Linked DNA regions of Nothobranchius furzeri: region 1 is linked to region 2. The links are chromatin contacts, called in public Micro-C maps. All regions are on one chromosome and are shown on one strand. Each heading gives the region's core, a stretch centred on a gene start, on an enhancer-like site or on the middle of the called end of the contact. The rest is flanking DNA. Distances are from core to core; before and after follow the strand shown.

The links. A called contact is a pair of places that touch in the nucleus more often than the background predicts.
Region 1: a contact with region 2 is called in a Micro-C map of tail fin, with 7 times the contacts expected there. The contact joins the promoter of tfap2b here to the enhancer-like site in region 2. A contact is called at or near these places in 2 of 2 Hi-C or Micro-C datasets (skeletal muscle and tail fin).

What each region holds. Positions count from the first base shown.
Region 1 is chr2:11,622,643-11,627,881 of NfurGRZ-RIMD1, forward strand. It overlaps tfap2b (transcription factor AP-2 beta), which reads right to left and starts at 3,510. Exons shown (of 7, transcript XM_015947631.3): 1 at 3,295-3,510; 2 at 1,400-1,861; 3 at 320-374. The coding sequence starts at 3,342.
Region 2 is chr2:11,443,274-11,448,045 of NfurGRZ-RIMD1, forward strand. map3k5 (mitogen-activated protein kinase kinase kinase 5) reads right to left here. Exons shown (of 30, transcript XM_015947629.3): 21 at 4,514-4,531; 22 at 3,930-4,107; 23 at 3,449-3,617; 24 at 3,187-3,372; 25 at 2,561-2,666. Among protein-coding and RNA genes, the nearest start is that of lrp11, 9.6 kb to the left of the region's middle. Within about 2 kb of position 2,573, at least 1 of the 3 cell types and tissues checked has an H3K27ac peak or open chromatin away from gene starts, as enhancers often do. A contact at or near this core is called in tail fin, where this site is marked.

The sequences.
Region 1 (5,239 bases), core at 2,260-4,759, 180 kb after region 2:
TGCCATTTATTACATCAGCGGCTTAAACGCCCCGCGGGGAGTGCAGTCACTCAACATCCCGGAACTAAATCAGCGCACATCATCACCGAGGCCTGCCAGTCAGGAGACCGGGGGTCGTTAACTCGGCTCCAAACTCCCCACCCTGCACCATCAAAGCTGGAGGGGGGAGGAAACGGGAAGGAGGGGAGTCTGAACCGGAGATGCACTCGGACCCATCCTCAGTGCGTTGTTACTCCTGTAATTCCTGACGATCCCGTGCGTAAAACGTGTCCAAACAGCTTAACAAAATATGTGTGGGGGAAAAAAAGAGCTTGTTTACCTTTCTTGATCACAGATTGATCCAATAAACTCGTCCCATTCGTGTCTTCGATGGTCTATTAGAACCAAGATAAATGTAAATCATTACAGATGCGTCATGCAAAATTACACACAAAGTCATCGATCCAAGACAAGCAGACTAAATCACCTTAAGTTTGTCCAGCCTGGTTCAGATTTCATTATCCAGTTAAAACACACTGAGAAATACGTCAGATGTGTATAATAATAACAACAATAAGATAAATAAAAGCGTGTGGCGTTAATAAATCTACCGGACACAGAAAGGCAGAAATGAGAATCTATTGTGGAGGTTAGATGACAAACAGCTCGTGATGGTTTTGCCCTGAAGGGAAACGAGAAGATGAAATCCCACAGCTGAGCATAAACCCCGTTTCACTCCACGTCTTTTGTGGCTTAGGACGATAAATAAAATAAAATAAAAACACTTTAAGCTTTATTTTTTAGAAGTTATAAATCCAGGTTGGTCAGAAAAAACAAAATCTATTGTGAATGTTGCTTAAACTCGTTTATGTTTTAAATGTAAAAATTAGGTTCTTATGTCTGGATCCATCAGAGAAAACATGTTTTTAAATATCGGAATGCCTTTATAATATTATATTTACTTCATTAGTTTTTTTAATGTAAATGAATAAAATGCAGAAAATCAAAAATAAATGTATTGGTGCTTCATTAAAGAGTTCATCTGTAATAGTGATCTGAGATTACTTTTAAATTTCAAAAGAAGAAGGTGCGTTTAGCTGCGGGCCTTGTGCGTCCTGCCCTGGGTGAGCTGCACCTTAACCCTTACAGATGCGTGAAATATGCGGGGCAAATTAAGAAACCTGCCCCCCCCCCCCCCACCCACCCACCCCCCGTCTTAGTCTGTCTCGGCGTTTGTTTTATGATTAAATAACAGTAATTAAAATTATAGGGTTTATAATTAATATATGGTTATAAAATATGACATAAGTTTAATAACTCCGGTTTAAATTAGAAATTCCGTTAAAAACGTCCAGGAGCTCTGAATTAGTCTGTTTGTTTGAACTCAGTCTGCAAATGGCAACAATTACCTTTCCCTTACCTGAACATCCTCCATACCGTGAAGCCCGTGCAGCAGCCCGTCCCCCATACCGGGATCCAGTCCCGGATGAGCGGAGTGAAGAAGCACATCCGGCCGCCGCACGCCTCCGTAGTCCCGCCGTGGGTCTAACCCAGACAGCTGAGGTAGTGAGGCCCGGGGCTGCGCTAGTAGAGCCGAGCTCTCCATCCGGTCCCCGGTGGCGTCCTGCCGCTGGCGCGCGCCCCATGCGCCCTGCTGGCTCTGGTGCAGGGAGTTGAGGGAGTACGGGTCGCTTACGTGGGAGTAGGGGTCCTGGCTCTGATAGTGAGCGAGCGGCTGGTACGGCGGAGGAAAGTAGGGCGGCTGGAAGTCCGAGGACGGCGCGTGAGACAGCGGCGGCGCGCTGGAGTAGGGTCCTGCGTGAGACACGGAGCCCAGCTGAGACAGGCGCGAGCTGTGGCTCGAGACGCTGTCATGCCGGTCCTTCAGAAAAGAGAAAAGGAAATAATGAAAGTAAAGAAATAAAAGCTGCGTTTTTATGATGACGCCTCCGGGAACGAATGAGCAGGAGCTCCTGGACAAAAACACACAAAAGCCCGAAGGAAAACCTGCTAAACGCGCGTCTAAGGTGTCCCCCAGCAACATACCCACACTCACCCAACAGAGAAAACTCACCCCGGTGGAGTAGGGATGAACCAACATCTGGAAGCTCCGAGCGGACTCAGAATGGAACACACAAACGCATTCCAGGTCAAAGCAGAACCTTGGTGTCTGCAGGCAGGCCCGTTCAGCAGAACTCCTCTCAGAACCTTCCTGCGCCCCGAGCTGCCGCCGCTATGACTGTGAGCACCGAGGAGCTCCCGCCTCTACCCCCGGTATCCGGTGTAATTGTTATTCATGACTGAGACTTACAGGAATATTAATGCGCGCCAGGCAGGGGACTGGCGACACATGGAGCGTGGAGGCTCTCGCGAAACCGTGAGTGACGTTGAAATGCCTTGGAGAGCCGAAACGACGCGCGCGCTGCAGGAGATGGAGAACAGCACGGGAGAAAGTGAGCAGGTCCGAGAGGACTTTCCCTGGCAGAATTTGGCGCAACAGGAGACGTCATTTTTGCGCAAAAGTAAAAAGTTGTTTTTATTGAAGTCATACGTGCACGCGCACTCATCATCTACGCCGCACTCTCTTCTATTAATGATCTGATTATGATGATTCTAGCCTATATAATAATTATTAAGTAAATTAGCGCCGCTGATACGTCAGATCCGGCGCACAGCTGCCTTTTGTCAGTCAGAACACCCGACCCGACGGGGCGCGTGAGGGGCTCGCGTGAACGGTGTCACGGCTCTTTAACAAGCGGTTGAACTTGATGCTGAGAGACTTGTTTAACAACATCCTGCCCTGCCCTCCTTCGCACCGTGGGAGAAAAGCCATGTGCTGCATGAGACCCGGACTTCCCACCGGGCTGAAAGGCAGCCGTGGGGCCTCGCGCGCTACAGCCGCTGTTGGTGCGCTTTGAGCGCGAGCCTCTTTAATTCTCCCCCATAAAGTAAAACTATATTTCTGTCCAAAATAGTCTTTTCTTGGATTCCTTCACGATTTCTGCAATTTCCCAAACAATCTTCGGTTGAAGTTGTGGTGCTGCAGCACATTTTAACCAAAATTTATGCTATTCTCAAAAAGTTTAAAATGCATTTTTCAGCAGAAAAACACATTTTATGAGTAAATAAAAAAGCGTAGCTCCACAAAACCAACATTATGAACATTTATATTATCTGAGGACTAACAGAAATCCACTCAGATCCCGTTACTGCATCAAAAACACAAACTGGGCCCAGAGCTTCACAGAAAACTCCCACTTGCTGCATTTTTAACACCCCACACACACACCACAAACAGCTGCAGGAGAACATTACCTCGTAAATATCTTCATACTTGACATTCTCAACTAGTTTCCACAGCATGGTCGCTTCTCCGGTGACGGTAAACCGAATGCAGTCAAGTGAGGAAGAGATGCCTCAACTCTCTTTCTCTCTCCTCCCTCCTCTCCCTCCGCCCTCTGATTTCAGGCAGGCAGGCTTTGTGAATGGGGAACCCCTGGAAGGACTCCACCACTGTGAGAAGGAGCTGCAGGGCGATCTGACAGCAGCAGGCTGCCTGATAGGAGCAGCAAATAAGAAAAGAGGATGTATGTTTTATTTATCATGGATCTGTGCAATAATTACGGTTAATAAAACATGCTGTTCACACCCGAACAAATACGCACAAAAGTAATGATGTTTTTATTAAGTGTTTGGGCAAAAAGGAGAAGATAATCAGATAAAATTCATTCTTCATGCGAATATCAGTGTTATCAACGTGGTTGCACATGTTAAACAATTTCTTTGCTTTCAAAAATTTGGAAATTCTGATAGATTTTGTGCAAAAATATTTATGCATGTTTAAAAGGAACGAGAGTGTCCAGATGACAACCAGAGTACTGCTTTTATTCTGAAATATCTTTGGAAAAATTGAAAAAATGTTCTTTTATTGTAGTTTAGTGCAGTTATTCCAAAAGTAGGATGCATTTTTATGTTTGGGCTTAATAAAGTTCATAAAGGGGAGTTTATTCCACAGCATTTATATTTGTTTTGCCACATTAAAAGAAAAAAACATAATTTAGAGTAGCTGGAAGGCATTTGTTATTAAAGTTTCAGTGATTCCTCCATTTTGTATGTTTTTTTATTTTAAAAAATCCAAACATTTGCTTGTTTTATTCTAGGCTCATACAAATGGGATCATTTTAATTTTATGCATCTTATTTAAATTGTTGTTTTCTTAAAGAAACTCATTTAAATGCATGAACTGAGGGATTAAATATAAAGTTAGCAATAAGTTAAGCTTATTTAGTCTTTAATTCTCAAGAACAGACATTAAAATTGTTGGTTTTATTTATATCCCACCACCTTTTGGCTCAAACATGAGACAAAAATAGAACAGAGGAGCTACATGTTTTGAATGTTCATCATATATTACAAAATAGTGATTTAACATGTTGCATTATTTTTTAAAAAAATCCTTAAATATTTTTACATGTTTTGTCAAAAAAAAAACGTTTAAATCACAAGTCTTCATCAGTAAAGCAGGACGAATAAATAAGCATGTTGAAATAAAATAATTGGCTAAATTATAATGTAAGGTCATGGTTGGTTTGTATTACACATCTATAAAATGGAATTGCATCACTTCCTGTTTCATCATTTCATAATAAATGTGGAGATTATGAACTATTTGTCTCCAATTAAAGAAATAATCAAAACCACGTTTTTAAATGTCAGTAATATGCGTTAGTTTTATATTTTAAGATAATTTGATCGTAAATGAGTTACAACACCATTCAGTGGCTTTTCTTAGAGCTGCAGAACATAAATAATAAAAACGCACATGAACCTGTGACTGTGCAGTTGGCTCCCCCTAGCGTCCTCTTACTGCACGTACACCCATTCATCAGAAATTGTCTAAGAAGTGGGATTCTTCAGATTATTTTTGCTGCAAACTTTGATGACTGTTAAATAAAGTCAAGTTTTTTTCACTGAAAGGCAGGGAAACATAAAATAGGTCTGTGGGAGGAGATATCTTTACAAAAAATGCACTTTTAGTTCAAAAGCAACATTTTTATCTTAAAAATCTACGACCCGGCATAACTGAAGCTTTGAAAATATATTTTCATGCTGAAATATTGGTTTTGCTCGCTGATTAAAGTTTTCTGAAATAAATTTTAAATAATAAGAAAAAAAGGGACACTGAGGATAGGAGGCATGAATGTTTAAGAAGAACGTCTGTTCCCATAATTTCTGCAACGACCTGCTGCCAAAGATCCAC
Region 2 (4,772 bases), core at 1,323-3,822:
ATAGTGCTAATGTACTTTTTCCTACATTTTTTAGCACTTAAATAGAGCTGTATTACTAAATTGTGCCTTCTGCCACTGTTTTAAAGGTTTGCCCAGAGTTCTGGTTGGCACCAATGTCTCCAGTATCCAGACTGGTGTCTCCTGAGTCTTCCTCCTTACCTACGATGATAATTTGAAATGTGCTACACCTGGACTTAAAAGTAAAAGACTAATGTCTTTGGAAGTGGCGCAAAGAGCAAAAACCAGAGTGAACATCAGCGTGGCCTACACTAGCTTGAGGGAGCTAAAGGAAGCTACAACATCACGGCCTGATGGTGACCTGGCTTTGTTGCTAATGGACTTGTGAGTAATCATTTTTTGTCCAAAAGTGTTGATCTTTTTACTTCATGGCCTTTTTAGTATCAGTAGTCTTGTGTTAGCGTTAGCTCATTTTTAGCGCTAGCTATAGCAGGCTGCTGGTTGCAACAATTGCAATACTGTTTCCAACCAGTAGGAAGTGTGAGAAACTAAAGTTTTACTTAAAAGTAGTGCTGAGCCATATGGACCAGAACTTACAATCCAGTATCTTTGAGCAAAATTCTGATTTATGATATTTGTCTCAATATTTTTCTTCCTGTAAATTGTTTACAAGTTAAACCCCTTCAAGATGTGATTCATTGTCTACAGAATTTCATCAGCAGATTAAATGCATCAAACATATATTGATTCAGTTGTTAAACGTTAACCTTAGTGCCGCTCACCATCAGTCTGAGCTTTGGAAACACTGGCAAGCTGTCTAAGGCACAAGTAGCTTTTTATCATCTTTGTTGGAACCATAAGAAACGACATTTTTTTAAAGTGTGTTTTTATGTAGCTTGTTTATGGTTTTTGTAATTTAATCTGGACATGGAGTCTATCTATCCATCTATCCATCTATCTATCTATCAAGTTGTTAGAGCTGTATCAAAAGCTGGCAAAAAGGTAACAAAGGCACTATTTTTAATATATATTTATAATTCATGTACAACAATTTAAATTCAACCTAGGGATGGGTGTATCAGGTCATTCACAATACCACTAGTAATTATGTCTTGCTTAGAAAAAACCTATCATGATGATACCATGATGTAAATGTATCCACTATGCAGTGGATTCTGTTCATGTGGGCCATACAGCGTGGCTTTATTAAAGTTGGAAAGGCAAACAAGGCACGAATCTCACAATATTCACTCATGACAGCGAGCAGGGAAAGGTACGTTTCTTAGGTATTTTAGCTGCTGTACCCATTTGCTGATTAAGAGTGGGGATTTGGCCCGACTCGACACCATACTCAGGAACGACAACATGGACAATCACGGTGGAAAACCTTGCAGAAACATGAACGGATGTCCCCAGAAAATCAATAACTGTGAGGCCGAGTGTAAAGGTTAGGACATAATATTAACCCAAAGGTTTTGATTAAAGGTGTGGTTGACTGAATTTTTTTTTAAACTATTTCTAATTATAATCGGTCACTGAGTTTTTCATGCAGGCTGAACATGAAAACAATCTCCCACACTAATCTCCTCTGTTAGCTTCTGATAGAAAATAGATGGTGAAATGCTAGGATTTGAAAATCCTCACACTGTGATGTCACACTGTGAATTTGCATTCATGGCCTCTCCCATCTTGACTCACGTCTGCCCACTGGAAGGCTTAAAAAATTTTTTTTGCAGCAAAGAGAGAGAGCAGAGTGTGTTGGTGATAGTGCCTGTGCAACATGGCTGAACACGTTCTGTTAGCCAATTAAAAGCAAGGTGTGTGCATATCATTAATAATAATGAGCAATTCTGCTGTTTTCAGTCCACCTCCTCACCAGCAAACATCTGCATCTCATGACTCATAAGGCATTGATTTACATTAGAGAAAACTGCAAATGTATTGAATAAACGAGTAAACCACACATTTAATGTTGACAACAACTTTCTCTAAGTTTTGTCTGCAAACATCAACTGGATGGGCAACAATGGATGACCATGCAAGCTAGTGGTAGCGATGCCTGCTAACTCTAGCATTTCATCGGTTGTATATTGTTATAAATGTTACTTGGTCATCTTGTTTTTGTTAGAAATTATATCACTATTTTAAAAAATATAGAGATTTTCTTACTTTAGGATGATAAATAATTACACTAAGAAGACTATCTCTACTAACGGATGCTAATCTGTTTCTCCAAACAGAGGCAATTCAGGAAGCCATCTACCACGGCTAATCTGTAATTAATTATAACTTTACTCAAAGCAAGGATAAAAACTTGCAAATACTTCCAAATGTGCAAAATACAACTTTTTAAATCAAAGATAACGTGACCAAGAGAAACACTTTAATGAACAATTTAACACTCAGGTGAGAGTCGTGGCGTCGGCCAAGGAATACTTCTAAAAACCACAGCCAGCATGCAAAAAGTATGCATCTATAATGCATTTTAGCTCTATATTCTTCCCTCTTCATATCCCTGGATTTATCCTGCCAGTTTGGCCCAGGGCTGGAGGGAGGGATAATTCATTTAGAGGTGCTCTGCTCTAAACATGGATGATACTACCTGGCACCAGGATGGTGATGGCGGTCTGCACTGCTTTACGGATGATGTTGTCCAGAGCAAACATCCAATGAGGCTTGATGTTGTGGTTTCGTAGCACTTTATTCACCTATAAACATAAAGGAAAACAAACTTTTCATATTTACAAGTCTAAGTAGTCGTGCACTACACATAAAAAATCCTCTGGGTGCATCGATGACCAGCAGGGGGCGTCAGAACTCCATTTTCCCACCTCAGATTATGCAATACACTAACAACCATTTTCTCTTATGTTATTCGTTTAGCATTTCTGATGAGCCTGTTTGCAGAATGTGCAGTTCCTCCTGTCTGAAGACCTCTTTTCTTAAAGCTTATGAATCATTTTTACTTTATTATCTCGGCGCAGGAGGAAAAGGAAACAGACAGGCTTCTGCTGCCTGACGTAAAACATTTACAACAAAACACCCAGAGCTCTACAGGGATGTAACAGACAGGAAGTCACATGACTCAGGCATGGAGGAGGAGTGATGTTTGGGTTTTAATCTGGTGCTATTTAAAGTCATTTCAAGGATTTCAATGGACTGATTATTCCCAGAAGGGAAAATTAGAGGAGGATTTATCGAACCTCCCTGTTGTAGTGATGAACTTACAGCATCCTGGAAGCTGAACAGTATGACCTGCAGCTGGCTGATGGCGGTGCTGTCAAAGTCCAGGTCCAGTTTGAGTTGAGACAAGGTGTTGGCAATGATCTTCCTGTCGGCCATGCGGATGAAGTCAGCCAGACTCACTACGAGGATGGAGATGTGCTGCGGTTTTACTTTAATTTCCTCAGAGCCCTGAAGGTCAGAGAACCACAGAAGATTTTAACACTGCGTCTCCCTGGCCCTCCTGTTAGTTTCTTCCATTCCCAACCTGTGTGAGGGCCTCCATCAGGTTGGCCACAACCTTGTCTTGGTCCTCGGTCAGGATTTGGTGCAGCGTGGCTCGCCTCTCGCTGTCCTTGCGGAGCATAAAGAAGCCTGTGTCTTTCTCGTCGGGAGACGGAGGAGCGCTGTGATCCTCAAAGTTCTCCACTGGAATGCTGAGATAAATAGTCGGCGGTTTGGTTTAGTGCGTTCTTTTATTATATGCAAAAGTCTTAAGGACACCTATGGACATTTAGTTAGATGGCTCGTAATTCGTAAATCTGTTCAAAAACAAAATTTTCTGCTGTTTTGTATCATTTTTACATTAGAAAATCCACTGTTAAAGACTTCTCAGACCTTAATCTGAAATAAACCTGCTTTGGCCTTTATACTGACAACTGGTTTAGTGTTTCACAGTCGTGAGGCTATGCGTGAAACTCGTCTGCAGCAAGCAGCAGCCACGACTCTGTCCATTTCAAGTGTTCTACCTGAGAAAGAGGGACCTGGGCCCCTTGACATCCCTCTCGCTGTAGCACTTGACGCTGGGCTTGAAGATGAATGGGTTGGTGTTGAGGTCGTTGTCAGGGGAGACGGAGCCATACTCGCTGCTGCTGCTGGTGTCCTCCACCACCACCGGCACCGGCAGGGAGATGCTACGGAGGTACTCTGAGCAGAAGGGTTTCCACCACACATACACGCACACGCACACGCACACGCACACACACACACACACACACACACACACACACACACACACACACACACACACACACACACACACACGCACACGCACAATAATTCTAACCTGAGGTAGACAATGTTTCTCACTAAAGCAAACTACTCTGAGTTTGTGTTTAAGGTGAAGAGCTTTATTATTTTATTGGGCAACAAATAAGAAGAATTGTCCTTGACTTATAAAAACAGAATATAAACACATCTATTTTGAGTTCTTTGACAAAAAAGAGGTCTGTGAAGTGTAGAGGAGTTTGTAAAATTGAAGTTTAATTTACAAAGTCCATCAAGTAGTGGTAGAAATGTCTGAAAAACATGTTCAGAGGGCTGAGTTACTCACCTGCACCCGAGGAAGGAGCTGCAAGGAGAAAAAAAACCAAGAGTCAGCAGTTTTTTGAGAGAAAAACAACAGGATTTACATGTACGATTGGCAGGATAACGTTTCCGAGCAAGCAGCTTGCAGTGCACTGGTGCCGGAGCACATGATTGCATCAGCGCTGCGGGGTGCAAACCCCATGAGGAGCATGCTCACATGTTACGAAAAACAGGAAGGATGTGGCTTCAGTCTTTTAAAAGCTGTGTGATAAAATAATTAGTCC